Linked DNA regions of Mus musculus: all the other regions are linked to region 3. A link is a contact called in public Hi-C, HiChIP or PLAC-seq and promoter capture Hi-C data. All regions are on one chromosome and are shown on one strand. Each heading gives the region's core, a stretch centred on a gene start, on an enhancer-like site or on the middle of the called end of the contact. The rest is flanking DNA. Distances are from core to core; before and after follow the strand shown. Region 1 holds the start of Sun1 (Sad1 and UNC84 domain containing 1). Region 2 holds the start of Foxk1 (forkhead box K1). Region 3 holds the start of Gna12 (guanine nucleotide binding protein, alpha 12). Region 4 holds the start of Mafk (v-maf musculoaponeurotic fibrosarcoma oncogene family, protein K (avian)). Region 5 overlaps Gm31127 (a long non-coding RNA gene). Region 6 has its middle 23 kb from the start of Gm30998. Region 7 holds the start of Micall2 (MICAL-like 2).

Region 1 (3,116 bases), core at 596-3,095, 1.6 Mb after region 3:
ATGAGTTAACTAGAACAGGCGCACACACAGGCTGTAAGCAGAAGCTAACGGACAGGGAGGAGGAAAGCGGGTGGGCTCTGGCTTTACCTTTAAGGTGGTGAAAAGCCGTGGAACTAGATAATGGTGATAGTTGCATAACGCTGTATACAGTTAAAAGGGGAGTCACCCACCCACCCACGCATGCACGCACGCAAGCACACACAGCAGCTGGCTTTCACATTCATCCCCTTTCTGCTCTCTCCCAGGAAAAACAAAGGGTAAATAAATAAACTGAGGCCGCCAACCTTCGGGAAATAAAAAGTACCTCTCCAAATCTCTGGCCCAACTCTCCAGTGAGGACATGGGACCACACACCTGTGACCCCAGCACTGGGGAGCTGGAAGCACAGCACCCAGATTGCAACTAAGAGCCTGCTGGAGCTACCAAAGACCTACCCCCAACAAAAACCTAACGACCAAAAAGGTAGGGCAGACGATCCTATCAGACCCTCTGGTGACTAGAGCATAGACTCATGCCCAGTCCCCACAGCCTGGGTAGAGTTCTCCACAGCCTGCACGCTATAAAAGTGCCGGCCTGAGCCGGGCAGTGGTGGCACACGCCTTCAATCCCAGCACTTGGGTTCAGAGGCAGGTGGATCTCTGGGTGTTCCAGGATCACCAGAGCTGTATAGAGAAACCCTGTCTCGAAAAAGCAAAGAGTTCAAGACTGGCCTGGCCGAGGAAACCAAAAGAGAGAAGAACCAGAAATTACTGCAACTCTGCTCAAGAACATACCCAGGGCTGGACCCACAGGGCTGTGCACACCTGTGATCTAATCCTAGGTACGTGGAAGCAAGAGGGTTAGGAACTCAAGATCATCTTCTACTATATAGTCAATTCTAGGCGGGCCTGGGCTATCTGAGGACCTGTTTCAAGATGCCAGCTTAGTTGCACACATCCCTTTTACCCCAGCACTTAGGAAGCAGACACAGTCTGGATCTTTGTGAGACCAGCCTGGTCTACACAGCCGAGACAGTCAGAAGTACGTAAATGAGACCCTGTCTCCTGACACAAACAAAGGACCGAAAAGGAACATGAGGTTGGGACGCAGAAAGAAAAAAGAAAAGACCTTAGGAGAGATCTAAAATGTATGAACAGTCAGGTTAAAATTCGACACCGGTGCAATGGACGGAATGGTAAAATCTAATTAGTATTTGGTCCAGGAGGCGCGAAGCGCACACCGCAGGACTACACTTCACTCTACACAGCGGGGAGCACCAAAGTTCGCCGGGCTGACTGCATCGGGTCCCCCCGGCTGCATCCAAAAAAGCTCCAGCGGGCCAGCTTTGGTACCGTCCTGCGTGCCGGGCTGGGGGCGAAGGCAACTAACACGGGATAACAAGCTGGTGGCAGGGTGTGCAGGCCAGGGACTCGCTACCGGGCCCGCGCCCATCGCCGCACCTACAACACCTGTGCCCCAGAAGGGAGCGCCCCGGGGATGGCGCCTGCGTGGGTGCGCCTCGACGGGTGGCAGGAGACCCCGGAACCCAACACGCAGGGGTCCGGGGCGAAGGGGAACCAGAGTGCCCGGGCACACGAGACAACTGGACTCAGGGCGCCGGGGCGCGCGCGGCCTGGCAACGCGAAGGGCGTCACGCGCGTCGTGGCCAGTTGGCGGTTCCCACTTGGGGCCATCCCTGCAACCTACATCCCGGCCCGCCCTGAGACAGTCCCTAGTACCCGAGAGGAGTCCGCAGCGCCCACCCGCCTACTCGTCCCCTACAGCCCGCTGGCCGCAGCTCACCTGCCTCGCGCCGCCGCCTCAGGCCTCGTCCGCACCGCCCAGGCCCGGGACCGAAGACTCCCCACATCTACAGCCAATCGCGCGCCGCGCCGGGATCGGAGGCGGGAGCGACGCGAACGTCCGTCAATCCCAAGCGCGCCTGCTGAAGCTCCAGGCCAATGGGGAGGCCGCTGACCCGCCACGGCCCTGCGGGGGGCGGGGAAAGGGCGGGACGTGTGGCGTCAGTGGGCGGAGCGGGCGCGCTGGGACTTGAGGGGCCGCACCTAGGGAGGCTGCTCCTCTCCGGTGGCGTTAGAATTAGGATTCTGTGCAGAGGCGCACGCGCGCGCTGAGTTCCAGGCAGGGCTTCAGTGGGCCCAGAAGATCCGACTCCTGCTGAAGGAGCAGTGGGCTCCCAAACACATCCTCTTCTCAGTTGTCCCCGCGTAGCGTTTGCAGGAAACCTCCGACGCCCTGCCCTGCCCTGCCCTGCGGGCTGGAAGCCAGAGCCTTTTCTCCTGGGGACTCCACCCACCAGGCCCTCTCTCACTTGCGCAGTTTTGCAAAACCTTGAATTGCATTTGTTTTGTTTATAGGCAGGGTTTTATTCTGTAACCTTGACTGCCCTAAAACTCTACTGTAGACCAGACTGGCGTTGAACTCGCAGAGATAAGCCAGCCTCTGCGAAGCAGGACTTACAGGCGTGTGCCACCACGCCCCTCTTGGTTTTTCCTTTTTTAACTGTCTCACTGTGGCCTAGAATTCACGACATAGCCCTGACTGACCTCCAGTTTGCCACAATCCTCCTGCTTTATCCTCCCAAGCACTGAGATTACTACCATATGCCACAGGCAGCTGGCTAGCTTTCACTCTTTTCTAAAAGTGTGTTTGTGTGTATGTCTGTTTAAGTGGATGATGAATGTGTGTGTGTGTGTGTGTGTGTGTGTGTGTGTGTGTGTGCCTACAAAGGTCTCAAATGCCCCAGAGCTGCCAAAAGGGGATGCTGGCAACCAAACTACAGTCCCCGAATGACCAGCAAGTGCTCTTAATGGCTGAGCCATCCTTCCAGACCTTGGCTTTTACATTTTAAAAAAATTAATTAATTTTTTTTTTTTTTTTTTTTAGAGAGGGTCTCCATGTAGTCCTGGCTGCCCTGGAACTTGCTATGTAGCTCTGCCTGCCTCCACTGGGACCAGTAGCACTTACCACCATGCCTGGCTGGTTTTACACTTTTTAGAAAGGGTCTGGAGCTGGGAAGATGGATTAGTTAGTAAAATGTTTGCACTGTAAGCGTAAAGACCTGAATTCAATCTCAGAATACGAATTTAAAAAAACCAAAAGCCTAGTGCTGTATG
Region 2 (3,130 bases), core at 620-3,119, 1.6 Mb before region 3:
CTCTGCACCATATACCCCTGCACCGTATACCTCCCAGGTAACACCCTCCCAGGTGGGAGAGGCACAGCTCATCTGTCAGTCCGTCCTCACAGTGAACACTGGGTCCTGGCCTGTGTCGTCAGAGACAGGAGCATACCTAGCATTGTTCAGACTAGCAAAGGTCAGATGTGACCCTGGGGGTTCTGTATAAATGGAATCAGGGTTGAAGGCGATGGGCTGGGGAGGAGTGGTGTTAGTTCAGGCTGGGTGGTATCTCATGATGCTGGCCAGGGTTTAGGTCAGGGCGTGACCACGGAGAAGGGGAGTGTTTCAGGGCTGGAGGGTCTGGAGTTGACCCAAAGTAAAGATGGAGATCAGGGTGAGCTGATGGTTTCAAACCATTCGAAGTCAGAGATGACCTCTGAAGACTTAGGCTGTGTGAGATAAGGGTTAGGGGTGGCCCTAGGACCTTCAGGTTAAGGGAAGTCAGGGGTAACGGCTTCTGGCTGGTAGGATGGGGGTCAAGAGTGACCCCAGGTATTGAGGCCAGGTGGGATTAGGGATAAGCTGGGTTCAGAAAGGGTTGGAGATCATGGGTAGCCAACTCCAACATGGGAGGAGTGGAAGACAGATGGGGTTGGGGAGTGTGCAAGTGTGTGTGTGTAAGTGTGTGTGTGTGTGTGTGTGTGTGTGAGAGAGAGAGAGAGACAGACAGACAGACAGACAGACAGAGTCAGAGTCAGAGTCAGAGAGAGAGAAAGGGGTTAGAATGGACCCAAGTGTTCAGGCCTGTCCAGGGTCAGGGTGACAGGATTTCAGGCTGAATGGGAGTCGGGCCCATCCAGGGATCAGTGCCCAATGAGTTAACTGGGGAGTCAGGGTTAGTTGGGTCGTGATTAAGATCAGGACAACCACGGGGTCAGAGCCAGGTGATGGGTGAGATCACCAGTAACTTAAGGATCAGGCTCAGCTGGGCCGGGTGGGATGGAGATCTGTGTAACCAGGGGTCAGAGCTAGGTGGGATCAAGACTGGGAGATGGCTAGGGAATCAGAGCCGGATAGAGTCGAGATTAGAGGGGCTAGGGCCTGGCAGGGTCGAGATGGAGGAGGGAGTGACCAAGGGCTGGGACCCGGTGGGAACGGTAAGAAATTTGAGGCTCGACCCAGGTGCCAGACCAGGCGGAGGCGAGTTCAGGGGGTGACCGGGGGGCGGGGGGTTCAGGTTGAGCAGGGTCGAGATCACAGAGTGACAAGGAGCCAAGCTGGGCGGGGTAGAGGTCAGGGGTGGCCAGGGGGTTCAGGCCAGGTCCGGAGAGGGGTGACCCGAGGGTGGCGCAGTACTCACTGTTGGGGTAGCTGCAGGGCGGGCGCTCCGCGCCTCTGGAAGGCCCCGTCCACGAAGACGCCGTTCTTGCCGAGACAGCGAAGATAGAAGTGAGGCTCCTGGAAGCTGAGCTGCAGGTGGCGCCGGGAAATGAAGCTCGACAGGCCCATGCTTAGGTCCACCGAGCCCTGCGACGAGTTGCGGCCGATGGTGACGCTGGGCTGTCGCATCAGGAACTCGAACTCCCGACCCTCCAGGCGAGCCAGGGCAGGCCCGGGGCTCTGGCGCACGGAGGCAGCGGCCGCGGCCACCAGGGCGGGCGCGGTGGTGGTGGCAGTGGCGACGGTGGAGGGCACCGGCCCGGGGCCGGGCTCGGCGGGCAGCGCGGGCGGCCCGGGTGGAGGTTGCGCCGGCGGCGGCGGGGACGTAGTGGCCGGGAAGGCGGCGGCCGCAGCCGCGGCGCATAGCACGGGGCTGCAGGGAGCCGAGCGCAGCGCCAGCAGGGCGCGGGCGCCGCTGTCCTCGCCGACTTCGGCCATGTTCGCGCAGCTCCGAGCGGCTCCGGTGGCGGCCGAGGCGGCGCGGGGCGGGGCGGGGCGGCGCGCGCGGAAACCCGGGCTGGATCGTGGCCTGGAGCGGAGCCGGGACACCGCAGGACCCTCGCGCTGCGCGCGCAGCTTCCACTCGAGGTGGGCGGGTGCAGAGAGACACAGAGCCCCCTCCTCCAGTCCCGAAGGGTGCTTGGATTCATCACGTTTTTAGGGGTGTCCTATTGAGGCTGGAGTTTAAAGTCCAGGGATGCTTGAAATGGTCTCTGCTCCTTACTGATCGTTTCTGCACAGCTACTCTTTCTGTGCTTTGCTTTTTTTTTTTTTTTGGTTTGGTATAATGTTGCAAATTACATTTTATTCATTCATTTATTTACTTGTGGTTCTTTACCACGTGTGTGTGTGCGCGCGCGCGCGCACGTGTGTTTGTGTGGTCAGAGAGGACAGCTCTCAGCAGTCTATTCTCTCCTACCCTGTGGGGTTCTGAGGATGGCATTGAGGTCGACAAGCTTGGTGACAAGCACCTTTATTTACTGAACCATCTCGATTGTTCTTGTTTTGTTGTTTGAGATCCTGTCTCATACCAAGGCTAGCCTGGTTTTGAATACCTAGATCAGGCTGGCCTCAAATTCATGATCTTCCTGTTCCAGCTTCCTGAGTGTAGCTATTAAGGTGTGTGCCTAGCCCTTTAAAATCAATTTAAAAATTCATTTTTTAAAGACAGGGTCTATGTATGTAGACCAGATTGGCTTCTAGCTGACGACCAACCCGGCTCAGGCTCCGCAATTCTTGCTGGAGTCACAGCTGTGCACCACCACAGCTGGTTCCCCTTGCTCCTTTTAAGGCGAACAGTTCTGCCTGTTTCTAGGGACTGTGGACACCCGAAGATTGACGGTAGTTGAAAACACTTAAATGGTGAACTTGGCACCATGTGAATCCCTTGAGAATTTAAGGTCCTGCACTGGGATGCTAATTCCCCCAAGTCTTCCCCCAGGACCTGCAGCGCGCGAGTGCATGCACACACATACACACTCGATTTCTCACATTTAATAATGACTGAAGGAGCTGACACAGTTGGTAAATTGCCTGATGGCACTCATCCCCCAAGACAGGAAAGTTCATTCCCCGGGACCGACTTCAAAACCCATTGAGAGCTTCGATCTTCCCAGCGCTTTGGGTAAAAGGTTGACAGATAGATCCCTGAAGCTCATTGGCCAGCCTGCCTAGCCAATCAGTGAGCTCCACGTTCATAGTGGAAACACTGTTTCAAAACAAAAAC
Region 3 (3,189 bases), core at 42-2,541:
GGATATGGAACAGGTACACATATTGAAAAAAAACATTTTGAGACAGAGTCAAGCTTTAGTCCAGGCTGGCCTCAAATTCCATATTTTCCTGTCTCGGGCTCTCTCAATACTGGGATTATATCACACAAGCTTGACCTCCTCTTGCAACATCATCTCTAGCCAAGATGGTGAGAGAGTTACTATGTAGCCCTGGCTGGCTTCAAACTCATCTCAATTCTCTTGCTTCTGTAATGATTCTCCATGCAGCACCAACACCCTTCAGACACCACACTTCAGACCACTATTCCACATCAAACTGCCTGAGTGATTATGACAAACACAGATGTGTGTGTGCGCGCTCGTGCATGTGTGTGCAAGTGTGTGTGTGTGTGTGTGTGTGTGTGCGCGCGCCAGTGCACATACATACAAAGGCCAAGAAGTCGCTCAACTGCCTCCCCTCTGTAACGTTTCAAACAGCTTCTCTCACTGAACCTTAAGCTTATCATTGGGGCTAGGATAGCTGCACAGCAAGTTACTGGAATTGGTCTTATCTTGGGTTTTGAGAGGTGGGGTTACAGGCACAACTGGAAATTTGAACTCATGTCCTCACACTTTCACAGTTCTTTCCCACTGAACCATCTCCCCTTAATCATATTTTAAGAAAGTGCCTAGGGAGACCCATACAATAATTTTGTTTGTTTGTTTTCTCCTTATTTGGGGCCCATGTAACACTCAAAGCAGCTTTTGTTTGAAAATGATGACCCACCCTGCTTCAATGTTTTTGGAAGGAAAACGACTGAGCTTTCTCCCTAAACTTAAGAGCAGGAGGACCTCATCGCTATTTCCCAACTTTGCAGCCACATCTTGGGCTCACAGCCGGACCAACCTGGGAATCAAGGCAGAGAGTCACTCTGTACACCTGGCACTTTTGGCCTCGCCCCATTTCCCACAACTTCCAATCCCAAGCGTAGTTATTGTGACTGACAAACGATCAGAGCACTTCTAATTGGTTGCGAAGGGCTTCAGCTCCTCCTCCTCAATGGCCCCACCTCCCTTTCATTCTGAAAGAAAGAAGTTTGCTCAGCAGTCCAATAAGAAGCTCCCTCATCGAAAAGATCCCGCCTTTTTCGGCACCGGCTCCGCCCCAAGGACCACAGGAGTGCCCGCCTCCTCCAAGGCACGCTTGTCCAGTAAAAAAGCGCGCTGCCCAAGATAGAAGACTTCCCAACCAATAAAAGAGTTTCTGCGCGGCGCCGCCCCGCCCTCCGCGCCTTCCCCTCCGCCCCTCAGCCGGCCCGGCGAGTGAGGGCCTCGGGGCGGCGGCGGCGGACGCAGCCTGAGGGAGCGGCGGGCGGGGCGGCGCCTGGCCCGGCAGGGCCGCGCCGGCTGAGGGGCGTCCATGGCGCGCGGGCCCCAGCGGGGCGCGGCCGCGGCCTGAGGGCGGCCATGTCCGGGGTGGTGCGGACCCTTAGCCGCTGCTTGCTGCCGGCCGAGGCCGGAGCCCGCGAGCGCAGGGCGGGCGCGGCGCGCGACGCGGAGCGCGAGGCCCGACGGCGCAGCCGCGACATCGACGCGCTGCTGGCCCGCGAGCGGCGCGCGGTGCGGCGGCTGGTCAAGATCCTGCTGCTGGGCGCCGGCGAGAGCGGCAAGTCCACCTTCCTCAAGCAGATGCGCATCATCCACGGCCGGGAGTTCGACCAGAAGGCGCTGCTGGAGTTCCGCGACACCATCTTCGACAACATCCTTAAGGTGACGCGCGGCCCCGCCCACACACACCTGGTCCAGGTGGCGCGCGGGCCCCGCCCCCTTTGTTCTCCACGGACCCGCGACCCTGCCACCCGGCGCCCCTCCCTTCCAATAGGGACCTCAAGCAATGCAGTTGGGGTTACTCCCGTGACCTCCCAGGGGCGCGATAGATTTGCAGAGCCCTGGACGCTTGGGGACCGTGGGAATGCAAGCTGGACCACTCTCAGGGACTTGGGTTACAAATAGGGTGTTAGGGCTGGACACGTGGATTGAGGGTCGCCAACTCTCCCTGTCCCTCCAGCATGCAAAGTTTATAGTGTAGGTTGGAGGACATCAGCCTTCGTTTTTTATTTGTAAATGAGAATTGACCATTTTATTCCCCCCACCACACACACACACACACATTATATCATATACCCCAGACTGGCCTTGAACTCACTCTGTAGCTAAGAATGACCTTGAACTCCTGATCCTTTCTCTCCTCAACTTCTCAAATCCTGGAATTACAGAGGAGGAGGGCGCTGTGTCACCATACTTTGTTCGTGTAGTGCTGGGATTGAATCCAGAACTTCATGCGTGCTAGGGAGGACATTACTAACTAGACTAAGTTGCCAGTGTTTGTATTTTTGAGATAGGGAGTCATGAAGCCCAGGCTGGCCTTGCCATGTAGACAAGGCTGACCTTAAACTCCTTATCCTTCTGACCCGTCTCCCCAGTGGTAGGATTACAGGCATGTGCCACCCATACTTTGTTCTTTAAACCTTTTAGTATGGTGATTTAACATACACACCAAGTTAGGTGAGATGTTAGAAGGAGCTTCGAGACACCCACTACCCAGCATTGAAACAAGGGTCAGTTCTGTGCCAATCGTGTTCGTCCCTAACCACCTCCCTACCTGTACCCCCGGCCTCACCCCGACCCCAGTCTCCAAGTTAATCCAAGATATATAGTTGTATTAGAAAACATCTTGGTATGTGACACTAAACCTGCTTTAAAAGCATATGTACAGGACCATTATAGAACTAAAAAAAGGAAGAGGAAAAAAAAAATTAGACTAGGAATATGGTTCAGTGGGAAAGCACCAGTCTAGCAAGTACAAGCCCAAGGCGTCCAACCTCTACACTGCAAAACACAAAAACAAAGAACCTTCCAGAAGCCTTCTCATGTCATTCAGGGTCCACGTGTCCTTCATTGTTGCATAGTTGTTTTGTCTGTTTGAACTAGATGCAATAATCCTCATGTGGTAATGAACTCAAGGTCCTGTCCCTTGTGCCTTTTATATTCTGTGCCGTATATGTGAAAGAAACAGTCATGTTGACAGAGTCTAGGATCAGTGTTAATACAGTGAGTCTTTGCAGAAGGGTCAAAAAGAAAGTTGTGGAGAACTGGGCCTGTAGCTCTGTAAGTCTCTTCCAATGTGCATAAGGCCCTGGGTTGAGTGTGGGATAAACTGGTCAAGGTAGC
Region 4 (2,993 bases), core at 283-2,782, 1.0 Mb after region 3:
TTTTGGAATCACAAGAAGTTATCACATTAGACACATTCCCTTTACCAAGGTCAAACACCACATTTCTCGTGATTTATCTAAGGAGAGAGGAAGGTTTTTGTCATCAGTGAGGGCTGTCCCCAGTGACATGGGCTGCAGGTAGGTCCTGCCTATACAGCTTTCTTGACTCCATCCACATGCTTAAATTCACACCTACTGTTTCAGTTTGGTTTTGTGTGACAGTGTCTCGCTATGTAACTAAGGCTGGTCTTGAACTAGCTAAGCAATCCAGGCTAACCTTAAACTCAAGATCTTCCTGCCTCAGACTCCCATGTGCTAGGAGTACAAGCATGTGCCACCATAACATAATGGCTTTAGACCAACACCTTTGAAAGAAGTTACCTGGCCCTAAAACACCAGCTCAAAGCATCAAAGTACCCACGTGCACTCCACCAGATACCTTCTGAAATGTTGCTGCCACAGTATGACCTCAGCAGTGCCAACCTCTGGGGTCCCAGGGCTAATTTTAGTGACTCCACAGGAGTGGAAGGGGTGAACTACCTACCAGCTGAGACACAAGCTAGCTTTTGAGGACTGAGTGTACTGAGTGCCTGTCCATCAATTGGAAGGCGAACTGTTAAAGTGCATCTGTGTTAGCAATGAGAGCTGTGTGAAAAGCGAGGCTCAGACTAACTTCCCTAGAGAAACAAGAGCACCAAGCAGCCTCACCTCCCAAATACCGACTGCGTTCTTACGGGGCAAGTTCTAGGAGGCTGGAGTGGCTGTTATCTCAAGGATACCAGAAGAGGAGTCTATCTCCCCCAAAGAGATCTAATCTAGGCACCTAGGACCCACGAGGCTTTCTTCACCTGTAATTTGCTAGAGTTTTTGCTTCTGATTTCTCGCCGCACGCTCGTAAACATGCACACTCTTAACACGCCTATCCGCTCACCCTACTAGGGAACCTCGCACTTCAGAGTTGGATGGGACCTTGGCCCCAGACCACACCTGAAGAAAGTGACGGAAGCGATAGGCTGGCCAAGACGGTCACCTGCCTCGCTCCCCACCCACAGCTTCCACATCCGGCACCGCTGGCCGGTCAGCTGATTAGAAAGTGACACCAGTTACTCAGGCCCTTTCGGGGTCCCGGCCGGGGGCGAGGTGGGGGCGAATTCTACGCCGACGGAAATGGCCAGGTGCGCACGGCTCCCGGGTGCCACTCTCCCGCACGTGGTGGGTCCCGTGTGGGCCTTGAGCTAGGTCCCGCGTGGCACGTGCTCGAGGCCCAGGCTGGGTCCCGCGGCCTTCGGGGTGCTCCTCCCGCAGGTGCACGAACTCTGGGTTCCCCTACCCAGTTCCCGAAGCCCCTCACTCACCCGGGTCGCGCGCGGGGCCGGGCGCGGCGGCTCCTTGCGGACACGCACTCTTCACAAGCGCTTCTGCTCTCGCGCTCCCCTTAGTCGCCGTCTCCGCCTGCGCGCTTCGGACTTCTCGTTCCGACTCGGCGAAGAACAACAAGTCCCTGCCACCCGCCGCCCGCCGCCGGCTCCCCAGTACTGACACCGCTTCCGGGATCGCGCGTCGAAGCGCGTCACCGCCCCGCCCCCGCGATGGCCACGCCCCTAGTGATCACGCCCCTGTTGCTCACGCTTCTTCGCTCACCAAAACCACGCCCTCTCTGGCCGCGCGTCGGCACCACGCCCCTGATGGCCACGCCCCTCGCTGCCCCAGTCCCTGGGTCCTCCTACATGCTTCCACGTGCAGTTGTCTCATTGCTGAGCTCCTGGCCCTGTCCATCCCCAACACACCCGGGGCGGGGTCTGTGCTCCTTTCCCAAGGTAGGGGGTGTCAGGCGAGCGTGACGCACACTGGGTATGGACCCCACGTTTCCTTGAACTTTCAGCCTGGGCATTATGTCTCTATGTCACCCACTGTCGTCTATGCTACTCACTGTGATCCTGAGGCTGCTGGAGCCTCCCCGGGTCTTGGCAGAGAGAATAGAGGCCAACTGGCTAGTGACCATGTTCTGGACCTAACACCAAGCCCACGTCAAGGTGGCGAAGTGGCTCAGTTACACCACATAATCAGCAAGGCAGATGCACCCTACAAAGGAGAAAGAGATATGTATGTAGCATCCTCTTCTGACCCATACCATGACCTTTTGATTTATATCTGAGACAGAGGTAAGGTCTCACTGTGCAGCTCAGAGTGGCCTGGAACACTTATAAAACTTTATTTTTTTTTTTTACTTATTTATATGTGTGTTCATATGTATGTGGATTGGTGTGCACACACTACCACGAATGTGTGGAAGTCAGAGGGCAACTTTAGGGAATCTGTTTTTTCTTTCCACTTTTGGGTTCCGAAAATTGAACTCAGACTTGGTACCTTTACCCACTGAGCCACCTCACTGGCACTGTCTTGAAGCTCTTAATCCTTCTGCCTTCACCCTAAGTGCCTTCACCTAAGCCTGCCCCTCCCCCTCCCCCTCCCCCTCCCCCCTTCTCCCTCTCCTCCCTCCCTCTCCTCCCTCCCTCTCCCTCTCCCCCTCCCCCTCCCCTCCCCCTCCCCCCTCTCCCTCTCCCTGTAAGCAATGGATAGTGTCTTAGTTAGGTTTTTACTGCTGTGAATAGTCACCACGACCAAGGTAACTCTTATAAGGACAACATTTAGTTAGGGCTGCCTTATAGGTTCAGAGGTTTAGTCCATTATCATCAAGGATCATGGTAGCATCCAGGCAGTCATGGTGCAGGCAGAGCTGAGAGTTCTACATCTTCATCTGAAGGCTGCTAGGAAGACTGACTTCCAAGCAGTAAGGATGAGGGTCTTAAAGCCCACACCCACAGTGAGACACCTATTCCAACAAGGCCATACCTCCTAATAGTGCCACTTCCTGGGCCTAACATATTCAAACCACAACAGACAGAAAGCCATATCTCTCTGACTTGGGGATGCATGGACATATGGCTGTTTTCCATAGGCTTCGGTGGGGGCAAGAGCACACACAGAACTTC
Region 5 (3,190 bases), core at 325-2,824, 1.6 Mb before region 3:
AGCCACGCCCCAGTCCCTCATTGGGGGATTCTAGGCAGGGCTCTACCACTGAGCCATACCCCCAACCCCTCACTGGGAGATTTTAGGCAGGGGCTCTACCACTGAGCCACGCCCCAGCTCCTCACTCGGGGGGGGGGGGGGGGGGGGGTTCTAGGCAGGTGCTTTACCACTGAGCACATTTGTTATCTTTTTTATTTTGACACAGGGTCTCACTAAATTATGTAGCCTGATCTTGAGACTGCTCTATGGCCCAGTCAGGTCTTGAACTTGTGATCAATCCTCCTGCCTCAGCATCCTGCGACTCTGGGATCAAAGGTCTGTGACCATAGAACTTTGTGTTTTCTTGCTTTGTGATGCACACAGAGGATCACAGAGATCTATCTTTGGGGTAAATTTGCTCATGTGCTGGCATGTGTGTGGGGTGTGTGCAAGGCAGACTGTGGGGCCAGACACCTAGGGTTCCAGCGGTTCCCCTTCCCACACGACAATATATAAGTTACTCCATGTTTCTGCATACCCCAGATTCTCAATTTCATGTAGTCTCTCAGAGTAATGATGTCATGTGACTATGAAGCTTAAGAATTCCCACTGTGTGTATAAGCAAGTTCACAATAATCACATTATTTATTCATTCAAAACTGAAATAACTGTTCTTCTACTAGGTACTACTCTCCAGGAATGGCAGCTTATACCACCACTTGCGAAGCTGAGAAAGGAGAATTGTGAGTTTAAGATCATTGTTGAATAACAGCAAATTTGAAGCCAGCCTGGGCTACACAGAAAGAGCCTATGTCAAAACAGCAACAACAGCAATAATAATGGTCAAATGTGGTTATTCAGCATTAATTTCAAATTTTATTTAATCTAAAACCATAACCAAAACTTACATTTGAGAAAACTGGGAGGGTCACCTGGTAGCGAAGTGGGTTAAAGGAGCTTGCCACCAAACCAGACAGCTTGAGTTTGAAGGAGAGAACCGATTGCCACAAGTTGTCCTCAGACTTATGTGTCCCTGGGTATGAGTGCTCCCACCACTAAACAAAAGAAATTTTAAAAATACAATAAACATTTAAAATAAATTAAACATAAAAAGAGCAGGACCCAAGGGAGGGAGTGCTCAATGAGAAAACTTCAGAACTGTGAACTTCAGAAAAGAAAGCTTTAAAGACAGTGGGGAGATAAAGTTAGGAGCTAACGGGTTCTGTGCTGAGGGTAGCAACATCTTTCCTTTTGTATTTTAAAGACAGGGTCTTACCATGTAGCCCAGGCTGGCCTTGAACTTGAAACTTCAGCTCCCTCCCCCGCCCCAAGTTTTGGGATTACAGATGTGCACCACCACCCATCTAGAACTATCACCCCATTTTTGAGCAAGCAGAAAGCCCACAGAGTTGCCCACTTCTGGGAAGAAGTGTGTCACCTCGGGAAGGAAGTGGTGTCTGAGATGGCCTGCCCCCCCCCCCCGCCCCCCAGCCTGGCTTTTGGCCATTTAGAAACAGCATAGCTGTGTTAAACACACAGAGTGCTGGGATAATTGGAAACAGATGAGGTGCAGCCTGCTTCTTTTGACTGTTGCTTGCGAAATGCAGCCTGTAACAGCCATGTGGTGTGGGGAAGCTGTGCTAGGCAGGCGGGTTTGCCAAGGATGTCTTGTACCTATGGGCCACACTTTTTTTTCCTGCTCTGCGAAGCCTAGTATGCTCCAAGGGAGAGGGAGAACAAGCTGTCTACGAGTCTCCTAAGGTTTAATGTAAGATTTCATCTATATGATGTCATTTTACATCCCTTTTTGGGCGGTGTGGGGGTATAAGCACACAAGTGTGTACATGGGCATAGACTGAGACCTTGTCTGGGAACAGGGAACTCAGTTGAGAAAATGCCTCCATTAATTGGCCTGTAGGCAAGCCTGTTTTTTTTTTTTTTTTTTTTCTATTTGAGAGAGTGTCACTCTTTCAAGCTCTGGCTATCATGGAATTCTCTTACAGACCAATCTGGCCAAACTCAGAGACCTGCCCCGCTCCCAAGGTGCTGGGATTCAAGGCGCCCACCATCACACCCTGCTACCATTTTCTCGATTAATGATTGATACAGGATATTATGGCTTGTATATGCTCAGGGAATGACACTATTAGCAGGTGTGGCTTTGTTGGAGTAGGTGTGTCACTGTAGGCGTGGGCTTTAAGACCCTCATCCTGACTGCTTGGAAGTCAGTCTTCTCTTAGTGGCCTTCAGATGAAGATGTAGAACTCTCAGCTCCTCCTGCACCATGCCTGTCTGGATGCTGCCATGTTCCCACCTTGATGATAATGGACTGAACCACTGAACCTATAAGCCAGCCCCAATTAATTAAATGTTGTCCTTTATAAGAGGTGTCTGTTCATGGTGTCTCTTCACAGTAGCAAAATCCTAACTAAGACATGGGAGGTGATGCCACCCCTGTGCAGATGGTCCTGCCATGAGGAACAAGCCATTAAGCGGTGTTCCTCCATGATCCCTGCTTCCGTTCCTGCCTCCAGTTCTTACCCAGATGTCTCTCCATAATGCACTGTAAGCTGTAAGCCAACTAAACGGTTTCCTCTCCAACTTGTTTTTGGTGATGCAGTTTTGTCACAGCAACAGAAAGCAAACTAGGACAGTTAGCAGCAAGTTCGCTCCATTCTTAGTAGCGCAGGAGTATCAGGCACCATGTGGCTTTTCTATGTGGGTGCTGGGGATTCGAACACAAGACCTTATGCTTGTGCAGTAAGTACTTTTACCTACTGAGCCACCTCCCAAGCCTCTTGAGCTCCCTTTAAAATGTAGGTCTCGAACTCAGAATTCTGTGCATCGTAGGCAACCACTAACCAAGCATACTCGCCCAGCTGTAGTTGTCAAAGCAAGAGGTAGTTAACATACAGATTCACTCTGAAATCTCCCTACCCAGCTTTCCCCAACAACACTGTGTAACTGTTTCCTCTGATTGGAATAGAGAAAAGCAGGGGGAGAAGTCTGGAAAACTCACAGGAAACTTGTACAACTCAGGAAGCTCAAGAAACTTACAGAACTCACAAGGCTCCTTCCTGTGGCTAGGTAAGTAGTAAAGAATTATGGGGGAAGAAAAGGTTCTTCCGTGGAGCTGCCTGCAAGTTGCATAGGAGGTTCCAGGTCTGCAGCTTCTGAGTCACCCACGCTGGGGTAGACTTTCCAGTGATAC
Region 6 (3,151 bases), core at 271-2,770, 1.5 Mb before region 3:
AAAACTCTATCAGGATAGGAAAGAGAATCTTAGGTAACTTTAACAGGTTGTGTAAGCCGTGGGAATAGCTAAACTGTAGAACCAGAAATTGGCTGATGTGCACGGCTGGAGTCCCACAGGTCGTGGCCCCTGGGGCCAGTGGGCTGAAGCAGAACCGTGCTAAGGGCTGGTCAGCGGTGGCTGAGGCAAAGGACCCCGTCGGGCAAGCCGTGTTTCATATCCTAGCAATGCGCTTGTGGGCACATGGCACCCAAGTCTCGGATAGAGAGAGGGAAGGGAGGGAGGAAGGGGCTCCCTCGCATGCAAGTCACAGCATCAATGTTGTGATCATAAAAAGAGAAAGCGCTATAAGAATATGTTCTATCTGGGTGTAGGGGAAGGGGGTGCCTCGGCGGGCCCATGCCAAGGCACCCTTTCCCTCTGAGAGACCAGCCACACGACAGTATAATATAGAATAGAGTTTATTTAGGGCATGGGGAGGGGAGTTAAGAGAGTATCAGAGGCAGAGAAAGGCAGAGTGAAGGAGAGAGTAGAGAAATAGAGGTTGGCCATGACCTCATGGAGAGAGGGGGGAAGGGAATGGGGAGAGAGAGGGCCAGCGGGAAGCAAAAGAGGCAATAGAGGCAAGAGAAGAAGAGCTAGAGGAAGGGCCAAGCAGTCCCCTTTATAGTGGGCCAGGCCTACCCGGCTGCTGCCAGGAACTGTGGGGGTGGAGTTTTGACAGAATACCAACAGTGTGGTTGGGCCAATCTGTTCAGAATTTAGGATGGGGCTGTCTCCTGTCTGGAGCCATCATTTGGAACCCAGCAGACACCAGCAGCCTTGATGCACATGCCTGGCCCCTTAAAGCTATCCCCTGGCTGAGGTGTCTCCACTCCTCTGGTGTTCCAGCCATGGCAGAGAGGCGTCCTGGCCTGCACTCTTGGCAGAGTAGGTTCAGTCTTGCCCTGACTTGGAGGGCTTAACCAGGATCTTCCAGGCTCTCCAGGCCTGCCTGAAGACCTTGCAGGGACGTGGGGAGGGTCAAATGAGCTATTCGTGAGAAAGTGCTTAGGAGGGATTAGATGCTGTGTAAACATTCTCTCTCTCTTGCTCTGTGCATATGTGTGTGCATACCAGTCCACGTGTGTGTGTGTGTGTGTGTGTGTGTGTGTGTGTGTGTAGACGAGTGGACAATTCTGAGTGCCAATCTTCAGGAACCACCTACTACTTTTTGAGGCAGGATCTCTTTCCAGCATGGAGTTTACAAGTGCCTCAGGCCAGTGAGCACCAGGGGGCTTCCTGCCTCCGCCTCCCCTGCTCCACTCTGCCAGCCTGAGCCAAGAGCTTTATTGACTGAGATTCCCAGCTCTGTAAACACAGAGTTTTGTGATTATATGGGTGGGAGGCAGTGGGGGAAGGCTCCGGGGAAGGGGGAGGCATGGGCGTGGCAGGGAGAGGTGCGGTTCTGGGGAGGGGTAGTGCTGTTGGGAAGGTGCGTCATTTTTATATCTGGAGAAGAGGCCCAGGGTCAAATGCTTGTCTCTTCCTGGCTCCCAACTCCTCCGCTGGCTTTGCAGGGACTGGCTGGTTGAGGGAGTGGCATAGCTTTGACATTTTGGCTCTGGGCTGTTTGTACGGGAGCCAGCCGGGAATTGAAGACATCTGCCAACTAGATGAAATAAAAGCTTTACTTAAGCCCCAGGAAGGTGATGTTTGTATTCCGTGGGAGTAGATGTTTGGTGAGAATGAGAAATTTTCCTTTCAAGAAAATAAAGATGGGGGGCTGGCGAGATGGCTCAGCGGGTAAGAGCATTGACTGCTCTTCCGAAGGTCCTGAGTTCAAATCCCAGTAACCACATGGTGGATCACAACCACCTATAATGAGATCTGACTCCCTCTTCTGGTGTGTCTGAAGTCAGGTACAGTGTTCTTATGTATAACAATAAATAAATCTTTGTGCCTGAGCAAGTAGGGACTAAGCAAGCAGTATTGACCAGAGCGAGCAGGGTTGACCTGGACTGACCAGAGCAAGTGGGCGACCGGAGTGAGCAGAGGTCCTAAAATTCAATTCCCAACAGCCACATGAAGGCTCACAACCAGCTACAGTGTACTTATATACATAAAATGAATGAATGAATGAATGAATTAAAAAAAAAATAAGAATAGTCAGATGAGATGACTCAGCCAGCAAAGGCACCAAACAGCAAGTCCGAGGGCCCGAGTTCGAGTCACATGGTGGAAGGGTGGAACTGACTCTCCTGAAAGTGGTCCTCTGATCTCCCAACTAAAACCTTGGCACACGTTTGTCCATGTGTGTCACACACTGAGTAAATTTTAAATATGTAATAAGTGGTTGGAGGGCTGGCTCAGTGGTTAAGGCCTGGGTTAGATTCCAGAGGGCCTGAGTTCCCAGCACCCACATGGTACCTCACAGCAGTCTGTAACTCTGTTCTAAGGGATTCAACACACACACACAAACAAACACACACCACACTGTTTACACACCTGCCATGGTACATGCGTGGAGGCTGGAGGACAATTATGGGAGTGAGTTCTTTCCTTCCACCATGTGTTTCCTTGGGATAGAACTCAGGCCATCCAGAGAGAGAAGTGAGAGGGAAGTTCCAGAGATCAATTCAAAAGGATGAAGGGCATGCGTGTGTGTATGCATGTGTGGTGTGTGTGTGTATATGCATGTGTATATGGTGTGTGTGTATGCATGTGTGGTGTGTGTGTGTGTATGCATGTGTGGTGTATGTGTGTGTATATGCATGTGTAGTGTGTGTGTATGCATGTGTATATGGTATATATGTATGCATGTGTGGTGTATGTGTGTGTGTATATGCATGTGTAGGGTGTGTGTGTGTGTGTAGTGTGTGTGTATGCATGTGTATATGGTGTGTATGTATGCATGTGTGGTGTATGTATGTGTGTATATGCATGTGTAGTGTGTGTGTGTGTGTATTTGTGTGTACTTTAAAGCAAGGGAACAGCCTATGCAAAGGCCCAGAGACTCCAGGGGATTTGGGGAGAAGGGGTAGTTGGTGGAGAATCAGTATCAGGCTGTGAGATTGTTGCTGGGGACCTTGGGAACCTCTGATTGCTCCACCTTCATCCCTTCTTAGGCTCAAATTCATCATCTCAACACTTCTATTATGTTTTTAAAAAG
Region 7 (3,398 bases), core at 804-3,303, 1.1 Mb after region 3:
CTGGAGCTGACATTAGAACTCAGACCCTGGCATGGCCCTCCCTCCGTTTGCACACCCTTTCTCCCCACGTCTTGGCAGTTACCTTCCTTACCAGCTTTTCCGGTTCTTGTAATTGCTGCCCAGAGGGTCAGGAAAACCTGGTTCCGGGACCAGGCTCTAGCTGAATGGGGTGTGATACTGCACTTTGTCCTCCTGGCGAGAACCCTCGGGCAGGTCAGCTGCTTCCACTGGGCAAGGGTTGGGGCTATAATCCCAGGGGCAGTCTTGTGCCCTCCAGAGTTGGGATGAGGATCTTGCTGCCCACCTACCAGCCCCACACCTGCTGCCTGTACCCAGGTGCCTCCTTGATGCCAGCCCACAGCTTGGGCACGGAAAACCTGTTTTCACTCCTGGTAGAGACGGCACCTGGCTCCAAGCCAGATGCCATTTTGGGGAAAACACCTACCTTCCTAAAGATCCTGCCTAGACAAGCTCTGGGGCCCAGCTGGGAAGGGCCGGTTCACACTGTTGCTGTCATAGTCCGGTCCATCTGATGACATATAGATTCCTGAGGGTGCGGAGAAACAAAGCTGGGCAGAGGTGGCGCACACCTTTAATTCCAGCACTTGAGGAAGAAGCAGGTGGTTCTCTGTGAGTTCGAGGCCAGCCTGGTCTACAGAGTGAGTTCCAGGATAGCCAGGGCTACACAGAGAAATTCTGTCTCAGAAACAAAACAAAACAACAAAAGAACATTCAGGGCAGCCCCTGGCTCTAACTGAGGACCTGGGAGAGGTACTTTCCTTAATCACCCCTGGCATCCTCAGAGACTTGAAAGAGGCTAAGAGTCTCCTGTCTCAAGACCCCTGGAGCGTGCCCCCTCAGCCTTCCTTTCCTCCTCTGTGAATGTAGAGCGGTTATTCTGGCTGGCTTGGCACCCTTGAGGGTGAAGGGAAAGCAGACAGTATTTTAAAGTTTGAGACAGGGTCTCAGGTCGCCCATGTCAGCCTTGCACCCCATATGTATCCTGGGATAAGCTTGGATTTCTGATCTTCCAGCTTCTCCCCGCTGAGGGCTGGGATTCCAGGTGTGTGCCATCACGACCAGTATCTGTCTGATGGGAAAGCACACTACTCAGCAAGGTCCACCCCAGCTTCCAACCAGACAGCTTTGTAGACCCTGAAAAGGGACACTCCTCAGAGGTTGCATCTACCCTAGCCTCTGTTTTCCCATTTGTCAACAGGCTGCCAACTCTAGAGGCTGAGGCAGGAGGATGAGTTAGGCAGACTAGGCAGCTTGGCCTCAACTTTAAAAAATAAAATAAAATAAAAGAACGCTGTTGCGGGTTTGGACTGGAGAGATGGGTCAGTCGTTAAGAGCATTTGCTGCTCTTCCAGAAGTCCTGGGGTTTAGTTTCCAGCACCCACATGGCAGCACAACCCGCTCCAACTCCGATTCTAGAAGAGCAGGGGCCTTCTTCAGGTCTCCCGGGCTACCAGACACACAAGGGGTGCAGATACACTTTCAGACCAAAGCCCATATGCATAAGATAGAATTAAAAGTAAGAAAGAAAACCGTAGCTGGGAGTGTAGCTCAGCTGGTGGTATGCTTGCCTGGCATGCAGGAAGCCTCAGGGTCCATACCCAGCACTGCACAAACCAGGCATGGTGTGGGGCACAAGCCTGTAATCCGAGAGCAGTAAAGGAGGTGGAGGCTGGGGAATCTGAAACACAAGGTCATCTTTGCTTTTATAATAAGCTAGAGGCCAATGCGAGCTACATTGGTCCCGGTCTCAAGGAAAACAAAAAAAGAAAACCCCGACGCCTCTGCTGGGAGTTATGGCTAAAGGCCAAGGCGGGAGCCAACGCCCAGAGTACCGGGCCCCTATTCTTCAAGTCCCAGGAAAGAGGGGGCGTGGTCTTATGTGGGCGTGCCCTTTGTGGGGCGTGGGTGTGGCCTGACCAAACTGGGGCGGTGCGGCCGGAACAAGGAGCCTGTGTGGAGCTTGGAGCTGGTGAGCCAGGCCTTCAAGAGGCGTGATCTTGTGGGGGCGGGTCTGAAGAGGCGGGGCCTCTAGGGGGCGGGGCCGGCGGCCTCGCAGGCGTCAAGAGTGTGTGGGGCGCCGGTCTCCCGGTGTTCTCTTCTTCCAGCCCGGCTGGTGGTCGGCGGGTCCGGGCCTCCTGCGCGTCTCGGGCCCAAGAGGGGCCTGTAGCCAGCTCCTCGAGCCGCCAGCCCGTCCTGCCGCCCATATGGCCGCCATAAAGGCCCTGCAAGAATGGTGCCGGCAGCAGTGCGAGGGCTACCGGGACGTGAGCATCACCAACATGACCACCTCGTTCCGCGATGGCCTGGCCTTCTGCGCTATCTTGCACCGACACCGGCCTGACCTTATGTGAGTGCTCTTTAACCCCTCTGTCGGGCTCTGATGTGCCGCTGCAAACGGGAAACTGAGGCCACGCCTGCCTTGGGATCCGGGTCGGAGGTTTCAGACACACCCCTCTCAGATGGGCCACCCGGGGTAGAGCAGAGACCTGCAGGTACAGCCTATTTGGTGGTCTCCAAGGCTGTGGCAGTCAAGTAGCCTCTGTGCAGGCCACCAAGTGCAGCTGGGCCAGGGGCCAGGACATGGGCTGTCCAGCCGGCTTAGTCAGTGGTGACTCAGGGCAGCGTCCGCCTTCCCCGAGCTCCCTGAGAAAGGGCAAAGGAACAGCTCCTGGGGGTCTGAGGTCTGGCCCCAAGATCAGGGCCATTTGAGGCTTCTAGTGGGATTACTGCCCCTCCTCTAATTTGTCTAGGCATCTTTGGGAAAGCAATCAAAGAGGGAAGCGCAAGCCTTTTAGCACCTTAGAATGACAGGAGACAATGGAGTCTGGGCCATCATCCTTGGAAGTTGTAGGAGAGGACAGGGATTGGGTCTAAAGCCTTCTATAGAAGAAGAGTCTTGGCATAGGAAGTTGGGAAGCAAGCCAGCTCTGTCTTGTTGAAGGACCTTGGCCCACAACTCAAACTGTTCTATCAGTTATTCACTTAGCAAACACTTAGGCAGACTCTGTTACAGGGACCTAAGTTAGTCTGGTGACCAGAGTCCTGAAATGGGACAAGATCACCTACAGCCCATGCCCTTCAGAGGAAAGCATTCTCCTGTACATGGTACATAAATGCAGAGTTGGCTGGTCTGGGAGTGTTTCCCAGGGAGGTCTTAGGGCTGAGTGAGGCTCCAGGCAGCACCTGTGGAGCCCACCTCAGCCAGCCTTCTTGCTGTGCAGATGGGGAAACTGAGGCTCCGAAAAGGAAAAACAAACAAATATTGTTCGTGTTACACAATGTGTCAGGAAGAGCCAGGCCTGGTGCTATCAGACTCCCTTGTGCCAAGCTTTGCTCTGCTCAGGAAGCCGGAATCTTGAGCAAGAAGTAGGCTTCTG

Evidence for each region. Promoter capture Hi-C pulls out the DNA fragments that hold promoters and counts their contacts. Hi-C and Micro-C count contacts between places; a contact is called where the count stands out from the background. HiChIP or PLAC-seq counts read pairs in DNA pulled down with a chosen protein or histone mark.
Region 1: a FOXA1 HiChIP or PLAC-seq map of pancreatic cancer cells shows a contact between it and region 3. The contact joins the promoter of Sun1 here to the promoter of Gna12 in region 3.
Region 2: a contact with region 3 is called in an H3K4me3 HiChIP or PLAC-seq map of forebrain, with 24 times the contacts expected there. The contact joins the promoter of Foxk1 here to the promoter of Gna12 in region 3. A contact is called at or near these places in 14 of 39 promoter capture datasets (the 3T3-L1 cell line, 3T3-L1-derived adipocytes, the C10 cell line and 9 more), 2 of 15 datasets of contacts at CTCF or cohesin (the NIH/3T3 cell line and large pre-B cells), 3 of 484 Hi-C or Micro-C datasets (cortical neurons, muscle stem cells and pre-B cells), 23 of 115 datasets of contacts at active chromatin or transcription factors (the 230-238 cell line, the NIH/3T3 cell line, the SCID.adh cell line and 17 more) and 2 of 9 other capture datasets (adipose tissue and liver).
Region 4: a Hi-C map of uterus shows a contact between it and region 3. The contact joins the promoter of Mafk here to the promoter of Gna12 in region 3. A contact is called at or near these places in 1 of 39 promoter capture datasets (neural stem cells), 2 of 484 Hi-C or Micro-C datasets (CD8 T cells and uterus) and 1 of 115 datasets of contacts at active chromatin or transcription factors (thymic regulatory T cells).
Region 5: a contact with region 3 is called in an H3K27ac HiChIP or PLAC-seq map of embryonic fibroblasts, with 27 times the contacts expected there. The contact joins the enhancer-like site here to the promoter of Gna12 in region 3. A contact is called at or near these places in 9 of 39 promoter capture datasets (the 3T3-L1 cell line, 3T3-L1-derived adipocytes, the C10 cell line and 5 more), 5 of 115 datasets of contacts at active chromatin or transcription factors (embryonic fibroblasts, embryonic forebrain, embryonic stem cells and 2 more) and 1 of 9 other capture datasets (embryonic stem cells).
Region 6: a contact with region 3 is called in a promoter capture Hi-C map of hippocampal neurons, with 33 times the contacts expected there. The contact joins the enhancer-like site here to the promoter of Gna12 in region 3. A contact is called at or near these places in 5 of 39 promoter capture datasets (cranial neural crest, hippocampal neurons, liver and 2 more), 2 of 15 datasets of contacts at CTCF or cohesin (the NIH/3T3 cell line and pro-B cells), 5 of 484 Hi-C or Micro-C datasets (3T3-L1-derived adipocytes, the G1E-ER4 cell line, brain and 2 more), 2 of 115 datasets of contacts at active chromatin or transcription factors (astrocytes and stem cell-derived neural progenitor cells) and 2 of 9 other capture datasets (adipose tissue and embryonic stem cells).
Region 7: a contact with region 3 is called in a promoter capture Hi-C map of pre-B cells, with 4 times the contacts expected there. The contact joins the promoter of Micall2 here to the promoter of Gna12 in region 3.

Annotation. Positions count from the first base shown.
Region 1 is chr5:139,199,366-139,202,481 of GRCm38.p6, reverse strand. It overlaps Sun1 (Sad1 and UNC84 domain containing 1), which reads right to left and starts at 1,845. Exons shown (of 23, transcript NM_024451.2): 1 at 1,783-1,845.
Region 2 is chr5:142,400,236-142,403,365 of GRCm38.p6, reverse strand. It overlaps Foxk1 (forkhead box K1), which reads right to left and starts at 1,869. Exons shown (of 9, transcript NM_199068.2): 1 at 1,325-1,869. The coding sequence starts at 1,842.
Region 3 is chr5:140,828,533-140,831,721 of GRCm38.p6, reverse strand. It overlaps Gna12 (guanine nucleotide binding protein, alpha 12), which reads left to right and starts at 1,291. Exons shown (of 4, transcript NM_010302.2): 1 at 1,291-1,728. The coding sequence starts at 1,426.
Region 4 is chr5:139,790,075-139,793,067 of GRCm38.p6, reverse strand. Mafk (v-maf musculoaponeurotic fibrosarcoma oncogene family, protein K (avian)) reads right to left here and starts at 1,532. Exons shown (of 3, transcript NM_010757.2): 1 at 1,356-1,532.
Region 5 is chr5:142,379,080-142,382,269 of GRCm38.p6, reverse strand. It overlaps Gm31127 (a long non-coding RNA gene), which reads left to right. Exons shown (of 4, transcript XR_377178.3): 3 at 663-722; 4 at 1,983-2,580. Among named protein-coding and RNA genes, the nearest start is that of Gm31127, 7.5 kb to the left of the region's middle. Within about 2 kb of position 1,574, at least 71 of the 459 cell types and tissues checked have an H3K27ac peak or open chromatin away from gene starts, as enhancers often do. A contact at or near this core is called in embryonic fibroblasts, where this site is marked.
Region 6 is chr5:142,338,825-142,341,975 of GRCm38.p6, reverse strand. No RefSeq gene overlaps it. Among named protein-coding and RNA genes, the nearest start is that of Gm30998, 23 kb to the left of the region's middle. Within about 2 kb of position 1,520, at least 38 of the 459 cell types and tissues checked have an H3K27ac peak or open chromatin away from gene starts, as enhancers often do. A contact at or near this core is called in astrocytes and hippocampal neurons, where this site is marked.
Region 7 is chr5:139,734,988-139,738,385 of GRCm38.p6, reverse strand. Micall2 (MICAL-like 2) reads left to right here and starts at 2,053. Exons shown (of 17, transcript NM_174850.3): 1 at 2,053-2,368. The coding sequence starts at 2,226.